Linked DNA regions of Mus musculus: all the other regions are linked to region 2. The links are chromatin contacts, called in public Hi-C and HiChIP or PLAC-seq maps. All regions are on one chromosome and are shown on one strand. Each heading gives the region's core, a stretch centred on a gene start, on an enhancer-like site or on the middle of the called end of the contact. The rest is flanking DNA. Distances are from core to core; before and after follow the strand shown. Region 1 holds the start of Trmt1 (tRNA methyltransferase 1). Region 2 has its middle 27 kb from the start of Ccdc130. Region 3 overlaps Cacna1a (calcium channel, voltage-dependent, P/Q type, alpha 1A subunit).

Evidence for each region. Hi-C and Micro-C count contacts between places; a contact is called where the count stands out from the background. HiChIP or PLAC-seq counts read pairs in DNA pulled down with a chosen protein or histone mark.
Region 1: a Hi-C map of embryonic stem cells shows a contact between it and region 2, with 2.8 times the contacts expected there. The contact joins the promoter of Trmt1 here to the enhancer-like site in region 2. A contact is called at or near these places in 6 of 39 promoter capture datasets (the 3T3-L1 cell line, cranial neural crest, frontonasal cranial neural crest and 2 more), 1 of 484 Hi-C or Micro-C datasets (embryonic stem cells) and 1 of 115 datasets of contacts at active chromatin or transcription factors (pancreatic cancer cells).
Region 3: an H3K27ac HiChIP or PLAC-seq map of embryonic stem cells shows a contact between it and region 2, with 6 times the contacts expected there. The contact joins two enhancer-like sites. A contact is called at or near these places in 2 of 15 datasets of contacts at CTCF or cohesin (the NIH/3T3 cell line and large pre-B cells), 12 of 484 Hi-C or Micro-C datasets (the G1E-ER4 cell line, LSK cells, the N1E-115 cell line and 6 more), 9 of 115 datasets of contacts at active chromatin or transcription factors (craniofacial prominence, embryonic basal ganglia, embryonic stem cells and 3 more) and 1 of 9 other capture datasets (embryonic stem cells).

The regions. Positions count from the first base shown.
Region 1 is chr8:84,687,041-84,690,732 of GRCm38.p6, reverse strand. Trmt1 (tRNA methyltransferase 1) reads right to left here and starts at 1,486. Exons shown (of 17, transcript NM_001164559.1): 1 at 1,384-1,486; 2 at 825-1,101; 3 at 161-216. The coding sequence starts at 1,081. Nacc1 (nucleus accumbens associated 1, BEN and BTB (POZ) domain containing) reads left to right here and starts at 2,871. Exons shown (of 6, transcript NM_025788.3): 1 at 2,871-3,058.
Region 2 is chr8:84,295,496-84,299,236 of GRCm38.p6, reverse strand. No RefSeq gene overlaps it. Among named protein-coding and RNA genes, the nearest start is that of Ccdc130, 27 kb to the right of the region's middle. Within about 2 kb of position 1,721, at least 5 of the 459 cell types and tissues checked have an H3K27ac peak or open chromatin away from gene starts, as enhancers often do. A contact at or near this core is called in embryonic stem cells, where this site is marked.
Region 3 is chr8:84,599,988-84,604,069 of GRCm38.p6, reverse strand. Cacna1a (calcium channel, voltage-dependent, P/Q type, alpha 1A subunit) reads right to left here. Exons shown (of 47, transcript NM_007578.3): 32 at 2,565-2,681; 33 at 2,249-2,314; 34 at 2,031-2,146. Among named protein-coding and RNA genes, the nearest start is that of Gm32854, 13 kb to the right of the region's middle. Within about 2 kb of position 2,454, at least 72 of the 459 cell types and tissues checked have an H3K27ac peak or open chromatin away from gene starts, as enhancers often do. A contact at or near this core is called in embryonic stem cells, where this site is marked.

The DNA.
Region 1 (3,692 bases), core at 237-2,736, 390 kb before region 2:
CCTGATGATTCATGCAAGAAGGTGTTTCCCTGAACCCCCAGGAGAAAGGCAGAAAGAGCAGAGAGCCTAGAGCTTTCAGGAACCTAAATGAGGTGTGGATGAAGTGGGAAGTGAACTTTGTGAGTGATACTCTTCCCCCCAGGCCTGAACCTCCACTCACTCTGGATTCCCTTGGCCCCAAGATGAATTCGAGCAAACTCTGTGATCACAGCACACCTGGAGGAGGGGATGGTAGGGAGGTGGTCACATTGTATGCCAGCTCCTTAGCTGTGGCCCAGGTCCTCAGTCCTCCCTTTGACAGTTGAAAAGGTTGTTGTCCCTCCCTAATCCATAAAGTCCCTTCCTTACTGCCCCAAATTCTAGTAGAGAAATCCCATCTCAAAGGCTAAAAATGCTAACTGCTCTATCTTTAGTTAAACCCAGAAAACCGTAAGGTGACTTTTGCAAAGTCCCCCCCCTCTTCAATTCAATGTATGTAAACTGACGTGAAATTTGACTTGCAGAAAAGTAACAGGTCTGTGTGAATACAACTACAGGAATTAACTCTCGGAAGTCAAAGTCCACGACCACATTGTAAAGGGAAAAGGGGAGCCACACACCTTGAACACAGGAGGACCCTAAAAGGAATGTATAGTCCTGGCACTTAATATAAAAATCCGGTATGTGCCTTCATCTTTCAAGATGTTGGCCTTCGACTAATGCTGACGCCTCTCTACCAACTTTTCTCTTCCTTTGAGTGCCGCGTCCCGGACTGATATTCTCGTACAACCTCTACCTAACTGACCAACTCCCCTTGGCCAAGCTAACCCGCGACCCTTGCTCACGTCAGGTCCCGGTTGAATTCCTGCACCGGGTTATAGAAAACCTCGTTAGCACTGGGAAAGACGATTTTGGCGGCGCCCTCAGTGACAGTCGCAACCGGGTCCGCGGGTGGGCGCTCTTCCCAGGACCGGGTGCCGTTCTCCATCGCTGGTGGAGAGGGAGGCTTCTGGGCCTTCCGTTCCATGAACTGAGCTCTACAGAGGCTGTGGGCCGGACGGAGAGGACGGCTTAGCCACAGGATCGTCCTCGCGAGGGACATCCGCGGGCGCCTCAACCCGCCTGCCGTTTTCGAGAGAAGGGAAAAGGCATAGGGAGGTCAGAGAGCTGCATTCTGGGGCGGGGGTGGCCTCTATATCTATAAAGTAGAAACTAAAATCCGGTGGCCTCCATAACATCCTGCGTTCTCGAGGGCACTGGACCCAACAGAGGCTAAGGCCCGCGGCTCAGATTTCCCAACACACACACCCGGACAAACTTCTCTCTTCGGCTCAGGTTTCCCACCACACCCACACACCCACCCACCCACCCACCCACCCGGACAAGCGTCTCCCTTCCGCTCACAGGATCCAACGAGTCACGGTGCATGCTTCTCGCATTAGGGCCTGGGAGCCGCCATGTTGGCAAAGAGGGCGGGCCAATCACATGACAATAACTGACCAATTAGAGACATTACCTACAGTGGGCGACCAGGGTCAAGACTCTTCTAGGGAAGGAAGTGCGCAGGCTACACTACACCAGTGATTCTTAATAATACAACTCTTCTACAAGGGAGTTTCACTAGTTTAATTCAGGGCAAAAAGCGGAGGCACTCTGCACCTTTAGATGTCTTCTGTGTGCACCTTGTAGGTTAACTCAGGCTCTAGAATAGTATTCACTGTCTTTGAATCTCAGTCCCACCACGTACTCTGGGCAAGTTAATTAAAATGTAAGGCTCCTATTTCCCTTACCTGTTAAATAGGAATCTTAGCTGTCAAGGGCAAAGATTAAATAACCGAATGCCTGGGAAGTGTGCAAAGGAGCCACTCAGACTGAGTGTTGGCCTAATGTATGCATCAGGAAAATATGGAGATCCGGGATGTGAGAGTTATCTTAGCTTGCCTTGCTATATGTTATCTGTTAATTGGGGGTAGAGGGCACTCTTAATCCAGGTTGTCCTGGAGTTATATAGCCCAGGGCAGATTAGAGTTTCCTGCCTCAGTCTCTCATATGGTGAGATTTCAGGCATTTCTACCAGGCCCAACGGTACTTATTTTGTTTCAAAATTTTATTTTTTTGTTATTTTTGTGTATGTGTGCAGTTGTGTGTAAGTCCTCAAAGAGCAAAAAGGTGATAGTTTCTAGAACTGTAGCCATCTGACATGACTGCTGGGAACTGAACTCTATTCAACAAGAGCAGTACACACTCTTAATTTTTTTGAGACAGGGTTTCTCTGTGTAGCCCTGGCTGTCCTGGAACTCACTCTGTAGACCAGGCTGGCCTCGAACTCAGAAATCCTGCCTCTGCCTTCCAAGTGCTGGGATTAAAGGTGTGTGCCACCATTGCCCGGCCAGTAGACACTCTTAATCCAGTCCGCACTCTTCTGTTCTTGACTCTGCTACCCATCCAAAAAGTAGTCAGGCCTCTCTAACATTAGTTATAAGACGTATAATTATCTGAGTTAGTGCAAAATGCTAACAGAACTTCACATCGCATAAGCATCCTGAGTTTTCACTTTATTAACCTCTTGAACCTAAGTTTAAATCTTCGTATTCACTTTCCTGTGATCTTGATAGTTTACTCAGCTCAGCTCCATGAAACCTCATTTCCACAAAGAGCCTAAACTGTTCCTGGAACAACAGTTGTTCTCATTTTACAAGAAACTGAAGCTCCAAGATACAGAGCAACCTGTCCCGCAGTCACTCAACTTAGCCCGTCTACAGAACCGAGACCCGGGAGGAAAGAGGAGCTGGTGAGAACCGAAGCGCTCGAAGCGCGGCTAAGCTTGCCTAAGGGGCGGGGCCGAGGCAGTTTTCCTCCCTGCCGGCAGCGCCGTGCGCTTCCTCGGCGCTCGGCTGGGGCGGCCTGGCCCACAATGAATGGCCGCCGCGGCTACCACTGCTGCTGAGGCGGAGGCCGCGGAGGCCGCAGAGGCGGAGGCCGAGGCCGAGGCGCAGGGAGGCGCGCCCCGGGCCCAGGCCCGGCCCCAGCTGCCGCTGCGGAGCCCGCCGGGAGGCCCCGGAGCGCGGCCACAGCGCAGGTGAGATGGCCCGCCCCAGGCCCAATTCCGGCCTCCTCCCGCCCGGGGCGGCCCGAGGACATCAGAGGTTCCGGCGGAGGGCCGAGAGGCGAGGCCTCCGGGCGCCCTGCTGCGAACCAGAAGCCGAGCCCGCGGCGCTGACAGCGGCGGGAGGGCAAGAGTGAGATGGCCGAATCTCAGCTGGCGGCCTACAGCGTCCAGCCCGCGGGCCCGGCCCGCAGGGCTTGAAGGCCGCTCGGGGGAGGCGCGGGTCGCGGGATCCTTGAAGTCTCAGGGCCGGAGGGGGTAATCGCGTGGAGCCGGCAGGCGAGGCTGGAGGGGGGAGGGGAGGCCTCGGGCTGGCGGGGGGTGGGAGGGCGGAGGGCTGCGCCGCCCGAGGGAAAAGGCCTGGAGGGGTGCGGGAGGGCCGGAGCTTGCAGGTAGAGGGCGCTGGGGAAGGGGGTGGGCGGGTCAGGTTACAGGCCTTGGGGGGAGGTGAGGAAAAGCCCGGGAAGTTAGACTTGGGGGGGGGTGGGCGGAGCTTGCTCGAGTGGGGGCGGATTGGAGAGAGCCCTAAGATATTTGCAGGGGGTCGCACGAGGTCAGAGACTAGAGATGTGCGGGTAAACTCCGACGGGAGGGCATCAGGTAAGGC
Region 2 (3,741 bases), core at 472-2,971:
CAAACTGGCATCTGGCTCCCTGGGGTGTTTTATTAAGGGGGGGTTATGGACAGTATCATTCTAATGCCAGGCTGGGTTTCCTCAGAGTGGCTAGAGAGGGGAGGAAGCCACGGGTTTGCTGCTGGGAGATGCAGTACAGAAACCAGCTGCCAGAGTGCTGCGCTTGCCACAGAAGGAAGAGTCAAACCGTCTGTACACAACACTGGAGTCTCTTTGGTGAGGCTTCCAAGGAGCAGGGCAATTAACTGCAGAGAGTTAGCATCAATAATTCGGGGGCTACAACAAGTGTACTCATATAAATAAAATAAATAAATCTTTTTTTAGAAAGGTGCTGTGTATTTTATGTTGAGATATTGATAAATATGAGATCTTGGGGATAAACAAGAAAGGAAAGGTTGCTGTTGAGTAGTGATGTGCTTTTGTGTCAGGTTGACAAGGGGATCAATTGTCCTGTTTTGTTTTGTTTTTGTCAACTTGTTACAAGCTAAACTGATCTGAGATGAGGGCACCACAACAAGAAAAAAATAATCTTCATAAGATTGGCCTATAGGCCATCCTGTGGGGGCATTTTCTTAATTAATGATTGATACGGGTGGCTGCAGTATATAAAAAGCAGGCTCAGCAAGCCATAGTGAGGAAGTCAGTAAGCTGCATTCCTTCACGGCTCTGCTTCGGTTTCTACCTCCGTGTTCCTGACTGAGTTCCTGCCTTGACTGCCCTAAGATGATTGACTGTGAGGCAGGTTACTTTTGGTCATAGTGTTTTATCACAGCAATAGAAGCTCTAACTTAAAACAAGACCCCCTGCGGCTTACAAGTGGCTTTGAGCCACCCAGAGAACATGCTGGGAACTAACTCAGGTCCTCTGTGAGAGCAGCAAGAGCTCTTAACTACAAACCTATCTCAAACCACACCCCGTATTGTTGCTTTTGAGACAAGGTCTGCTACGAAGCCCAGACTGGCCTTAAACTTGTGATGGTCCTGCCTCAGCTTCCCATGAGCTAGAATTGCAGACCTATGTCACCACTCTTGGCCTTTTTTCTCCATGTTGGGGATGGAGGGTAGGGCCTTGTCCACACAAGCTAGCAATCATCCTGCCACTGAGCCACATCCTAGGTCTGACAGAAGAGATTTGGCTTTTTTTATTTAGGGGGGGGTGTGTTTGAGTCAGGATTTTGTTATACAGCCCCGGCTGGGCTTTTGAACACATGGCAATCCTCCTGCCTCAACTTCTCAAATGCTGCAGTCACAGCATGTACCACTACACGTTACTCTGGCCTGGAAGATATTTAAAGCTATTGTGGTTTGAGTGTGCAATGCCCCGACACTGCACATCGGGTCTGTGTGTTTGTTTCCCAGCTGGCTGCTCTGTTTGGAAGACTACAAAACCTCAGAAGCTGAACAGAAAGTTCCAAGGGAGAGAAGTGGCCAGGAAACAAAAAGAGCAAAGGCTGGTGGGTAGCAGGCTGTGATGCATTCTGGGGCTGCAGATCTTAGTTCCCAAGCTCATGGGCTTACACTGTATTGTGTGGTGATTTTTATCCAGCTTCTGACCCCTTCAGCAGGCTTTCCTATATATTTCCGCCCTTTTCTTGACCAATTCTGGATGCAGAGTCTCTCATTCACATTTAAATTTACCAACCAAGTTTATCCCAACTGGATGACTAATTTACATAAGGACCGGACCAAATTGGTCTCTTCCAAGGTACAAAAGATGCCACCCACCCGTTGCTGCTTTGCAGCTCCTTCCAGCCCCTCCCCCTGCAGCAAGCTTACCATACCTCTCAGTAAATCCAGCCACTGGCTGGGGTCAATGGTGGACCCTAGTTCATAAGCCAAGGTGATAAAGACTCCAAGGCTCTGTGTTGACACAAAGTATCACACAAGATCACATAGTGGCAGTGCAGCTATCCTCCGCTATGAAGACACAATCTGTGATGTTCAAACAAGGGCAGAACAGCCACAGGACACATTTGTGAGACTCTGTAGGCAGAGGGAGCCTGACCACCTCATCTCTGAGTGACTCAGATCAGGTGCTAGGCTTCCCAGCAGCCTGGAAAATGTTCCTGTTCTGTGGTGAGTGCTCTAACCCAGAAGTGAGGGAGTAACATGCTTCCCTGAATTCCCTGTGGCTCACACACCTCCACACCGCAGACCATCACTCAGAAAGACCTCCATTCTACTGGATGCCCCACACACACATGCACACGCACACACAAGCACACACACACACACACACACACTTTCAATTTAAAAAAACTAAAGCGGGGCTCACTAGATAACCTTGGCAGAATCAACTTTGTGACTTTGTGATCCTCCTGCCTCTGTCTCATGAGTGTAGATGTGAATCGCCACGATTGGCCCCCATGATTCCCATTCTATGAGTTCCAAAAAGACAGCGAGCAGTACACTCATTCTATGAGTTCCAAAAGACAGCGAGCAGTACACTATGTCGCAGGGCTGAGGAGGGCTGAGGAGGGCTGAGGTGCTCAGTGAGCTCCTGACTCAGAATGAAGACATTTGGGGGCGAGGGTGGGCTGGGGGTGGCCATGGCATGACTGGTTACGCACACAGAGTCCCAGTACCTGGGACTGAAGCAGGAAGATGGTGAGTTTCAGGATAGCCTGGGCAACATAGTAAGATTCTAATTGTACATTCCAAATCAACAAGGGGAGAGTATACCTGACATATCACTTTCCACCAGGGAGTGTCCTACAAGGAGCACTAGTGTTTGAGCTTGTGACAGAAGTGATAACCGGGACATGCAAAGGGTTCCTCTCTTTCTCCTGGCTGGCCCTTTTAGGGAACCTCCAGAGATGAACATATGGCTTGGTTTCCACTCCAGCCATGCTGTGATATGACAACCTTGCAGCGTTCTGTAAAGCAAGGTCTCAGAAGACCTGCTCAATGAAAGGGAAAGCATTTGGATCCCCTCTATGAATGAAAACACAAATCCTGAGGAGGGAAGCAGGCTGGGCTTTCCCACTCTCCATTCTCAAAACCTCAATGTGAGAGCAGCAGCCACCACCTCAGAGCCAGCAGGAAAAGCCTCCCACTAAGAATGAGAAAAGAAAGGAAATGCCGACTTTTCTGATGACACTTTAAACAGTTGTGCCGACACTTGGCTGATCATCTTGTAATTCCTACTATGGAAATAAATAAATATACGGATTTAAAACATAAAAGGGAAAGAAAGGGGGGGGAAAGGAGGCATGAAGTCATTTTCCTCTGGACCAGTGGGGTGGCTCATCAGGACAGGCACTTGTCTTCAGGCCCTGGAACCATGGGCTGGAAGGAGAAAAACAACTCCTGTAAATTGTCCTGTGACCCCACAGAACACCTGTGTGTTCTCTCACACACACCACACACAGAGACATATATACACCATACATATACAGACACATACATACATACATACCACATAAACCAATACACACTATACATACAGACACATACACACCACACAGACACAGCACACATACACCACACACATACACAGCACACACACATATACACTACACATACACCACACACATACACAGCACACATACACAGCACACACACATATACACTACACATACATCATATACACATACCATGTACATACTTACAATACACATACATACACATACATCCAAGACACACATATATGCAACATACGTACATATAAGACACACACATATATACAACACACACATACACAACACACACATACACAACACACACATGCATACAGCACACA
Region 3 (4,082 bases), core at 1,205-3,704, 300 kb before region 2:
TTCCTCATACTAGGTTGCCTTGTCTAGCCTTGATATGAGGGGAAGTGCCTAGTGTTACTGCAACTTGATATCCCATATTTAGTTGATATTCTCGAGAGGCTTGCTCTTTACTGAAGGAGTGGATGTGCGGAGGGGAGGTGGTGGGGAGGAGCTGGGAAGAGAGGAGGGAGGAGAAAAGAAAGAAAACAAATATATTTATATAAAAAAAGAAAAAATGCCTTCATAATAGCTATCTGTAGGCCATTTTCTTAATTAGTGATTGATGGAGGAGGGCCCAGTCCATTGTGGATGGTGTTATATCCCTTGACTGGCGGTCCATGGGTCAAAAGCAGAATGGACAAGCCAGAGAGCAAGCCAGTGAGCAACACCTCTCCATGGCCTCTGCATGAGCTCCTGCCTCCAGTGATGAACAGTGATGTGTAAGTGTAAGCTGGGTTAACCCTTTCCTCCCCAAGCTGCTTTGGTCGTGGTGGTTCATCACAGCAATAGTGACCCTAACTAAGATGGCAGCAGCTCCTGTCCTGTTTGGGTTCCTGTCCTGACTTCCTTCAACGATGGCCTCTGACACGAAGCCCTTTCTTCCTCATTCTTGCTTTTGGTCATGGTGTTTCATCACAGCAATGGAGACCCAAACTGAGTTAAGCAGTAAATGCCTGTTGAGACAAAACTCCTGGTCAAGAGAATAGACCTCTTCTCCTCCTCCTCCTCTTCTTTTTTAAAGGCTTATTTATTTATTATATGTAAGTACACTGTAGTTGTCTTCAGACACCCCAGAAGAGAGCATCAGATCTCATTACAGATAGTTGTGAGCCACCATGTGGTTGCTGGGATTTGAACTCAGGATCTTTGGAAGAACAGTCAGTGCTCTTAACTGCTGAGTCATCTCTCCAGCAGCAGCAGCAGCACCACCACCACCACCACCACCAACCACCATCATCATCATCATCTTTTCCTCCTCCTCCTCCTCCTCCTCTTCCTCCTCCTCCTCCTCCTCCTCCTCCTCCTCCTCCTCCTCCTCCTCCTCCTCCTCCTTCTTCTTCTTCTTCTTCTTCTTCTTCTTCTTCTTCTTCTTCTTCTTCTTCTTCTTCTCCCTCTCCCTCTTCTTCTTCTTCTTCCTCTTCCTCCCCCCCCTCCTTTTGTTTTTTTGAGGCAGGGTTTCTCTGTGTAACCCTGGCTGACCTGGAACTCAGAAATCCTCCTGCCTCTGCCTCCCAAGTGCTGGGATTAAAGGCATGCACCACCACTGCCCGGCAACCTTCCTCTTTCTATCTAGGGTGAAAATCTCACATTGCACTTGGGCCAGGTCAATCAAATGGTTAAGGGACTTTCTCTAGAAAGGTGGGCTTACCTTGGACCATGCTTAATCCATAACTTATTATAACAATGGCTTACTGCTATTAGAAACTTCAAATGGTCAATTAATGCTGGCAAAGCTGGGGAGGGAGTATAACAGAGTGGGGATTATAAGACACACTTTCCCCCCTTCTATTAAAAGTAGTTAGCCCAGCAAGAGCTTATGTTTTCTGATTTTTCCTTGTCCCCTTGCACCAACTGGCTAATCACATCAGCTTTTGAAGTGGCTGCCACCAATGGTATGAAATACAGTCAATATCTATGTCAGGGATAAAAGAGAGAAGCTACCTTGGCTAAATCATTTGAGTCTTATTGCGTGCTTTTTATGAAAAGAACTGTCTTGTTTTGTTAGTGTGTCCTTTGCGGGTCAGGGATTATTCTTTGTTTCTAGCATATGTAAGATGGTCTCAGAAGGACTCCCATCTCAAAAGCTGATCAGGAGGATTCAACTAGGTAACACCAGTGACATTCCTTCTAAGCTTGTACTCTGTCCCAGATCCTTGTCCTAAAGAAAGCACTGCTGGGAAGAAGGGACGGAGATTTGGGCAGTACTTAACTTCACCCCAACTGGAGAGTCAGAGGGATCATATTCTCAGGCAGAAGAGTAATGAACACACAGAATGAAGACAGGTCTGAACCCAACCTAAACGGAAGGACAATTCCCCCACGCCCCTCACCGGAAGAGAAGCATGAGCGCTTGGAAGAAGGTCCGGAAGTTATTGTGCTCCGTGATTTGGAATTCATCCTCGTCGCTGTCCTCGTCTTCCCCGTCAATGCCGATGTTGCCAAACACCTGCGGAGTTGGAGGGTGACCATGAGGGCAGTCACAGCCACCCTGGCTCCCTTTGACGCAGGATCCCTCCCGCAGCCCTGGTACCCACGGGTGCGGGGTCACCTGCATCCCGATGATGGCGTAGATGAAGAAGAGCATGGCGATCAGCAGACAGACATAAGGTAGGGCCTGGAGGGAAGGAAGGCAGTGAGAAAGGGCGCCACGCGACTTGCCCAGAGCCTTCTGAACTGGGTCAGGTGATCACGTGCCCCAGGCTACAGGGCTTCGGGACAGGGCCTTCAGAGCTCTGTAGACGCTGGGTGTAGACATCAGACGATTACAGAAGCACTTTCAGTGTGGTTTCCCCATTTTACCCGGAGCTAGGAGGTCTGTTCTGGCCCGGGACGGGCCGGCAGCAGTAGCGGCGGCTGTGTCTCACCTTGAAGGACTGCACGAAAGTCCAGAGGAGAATGCGGATGGTGTAACCCTGGCGGAGGAGTTTGATGAGTCTGGCAGCACGGAAGAGGCGGAGAAAGCTCAGGTTGATGAAGTTATTCTGAGGAGATGAGGAAGAAAGGTGACCTTCCACCCACCCTGAGGAGCTTAGAGTATTCAACACTCACAGAGGCCCCTACATGAAGCCAACCAATAGGAAAAAAGCAAGCCACACCCCAAATGAGGAGGGAGAGGAGAGAAAGCACCGTTAATGCAATGGAGCAGAGGGGAACTCAAAAAATAAATAAATAAAAAAGGAGTGAGGGAGAGGAGGGGGTTAGGGGAGGGAAGAGATATCAACTCAAAAGCTTAAGCCCACCCAGCCAGGCCCACTCACAAGTGGGGAAAAGGTGTGGGAAGGGGGAGGAAAAGAAAGGAACAGGGTCCAGGAGGAAATAACAAAAGAGCACAGAAAAGAAAATACATCCGAATCATCCAATCAGGAAAAAAATCGAGATGGTTTTTATTTCTCCCAACAACCAAATGCACTGAGACGATAGGACACAAGCGGGTCAAGTTGCAGAACCCAGCACAAGAGTACAAAGCACAGACACGGGCGGGGTGGGGGAAGGGCACCAGCACACGCAGGCCTAGGGGGCAAGTGCGGTTCCGAGGGCATGTTACGCTCGGGGCCAGAAATGCATCTGTCCTGGGACTCACCGGGCACCCTGCCCTGCCCTGCCCTGCCGAGCTGCCCACCCGCTCCTGCCCGCCCTGACCTCACCCCACGGCCCAGAGGAGCAGCGGCTGGAGCCAATGGGGAGAAGCGGAAGGGCATCTTTTCTTACCCCCTTGGCGAGCGGGAATGGGGAGGACGGGAGGGAGCTGGGGCTGTTCGGCTGCAGGGTGAGTCCTCGCTGCCCGCTGAGTCGGAGAAGATGCATTAGGGGCCCTTTTCCCCCCTCTCAGGGATGGCTTCTCAGCTTCTGGGGCTGGGTGGTGTCTCGGGACCAGGCCTGCGGGAAGCAGGAAGGTCTCAGCTCCCAGGGCGAGTGAGCTCTGATCAGCCCAGGGCCTACCAAGGGGCCGCTGCTGCGGGTGGGGAGATGAGGCTATTCTTGGCCCCTGGACTTCCCTAGGTGGGCCCTGCCTGTCCTCCAAACCCAGGTCTAGTCACTGCCTCTGGCCTCCCTCCCAGGCTGTTAGTGAAGAGAGACAGTGGCTGGAAACTGTGGGCAAGGCCCAGGACTCTCCAGGGGGGCATCAGCGGAGGTTGGTGATGGGTGGCAAATGACCCAATATAGCCAATGAAAGTAATTTGTTGGGCCTAAGTGGTTTTGTTTTTAAATACAAAGTTGCTAATTTTAAATTTGGACGTTGCCCACCGATCTGGATTTTTGGCTCCCCCAGGCCTCTCGTAGCTGTCCCCTGGAGTCTGGCTATATGCTCTCCAGTTTCCCGGGCTCTCTGGTGATTGGCCCACAGAGCATTGTGAGTTTTCTGCCTGGGGACCACATGGTTA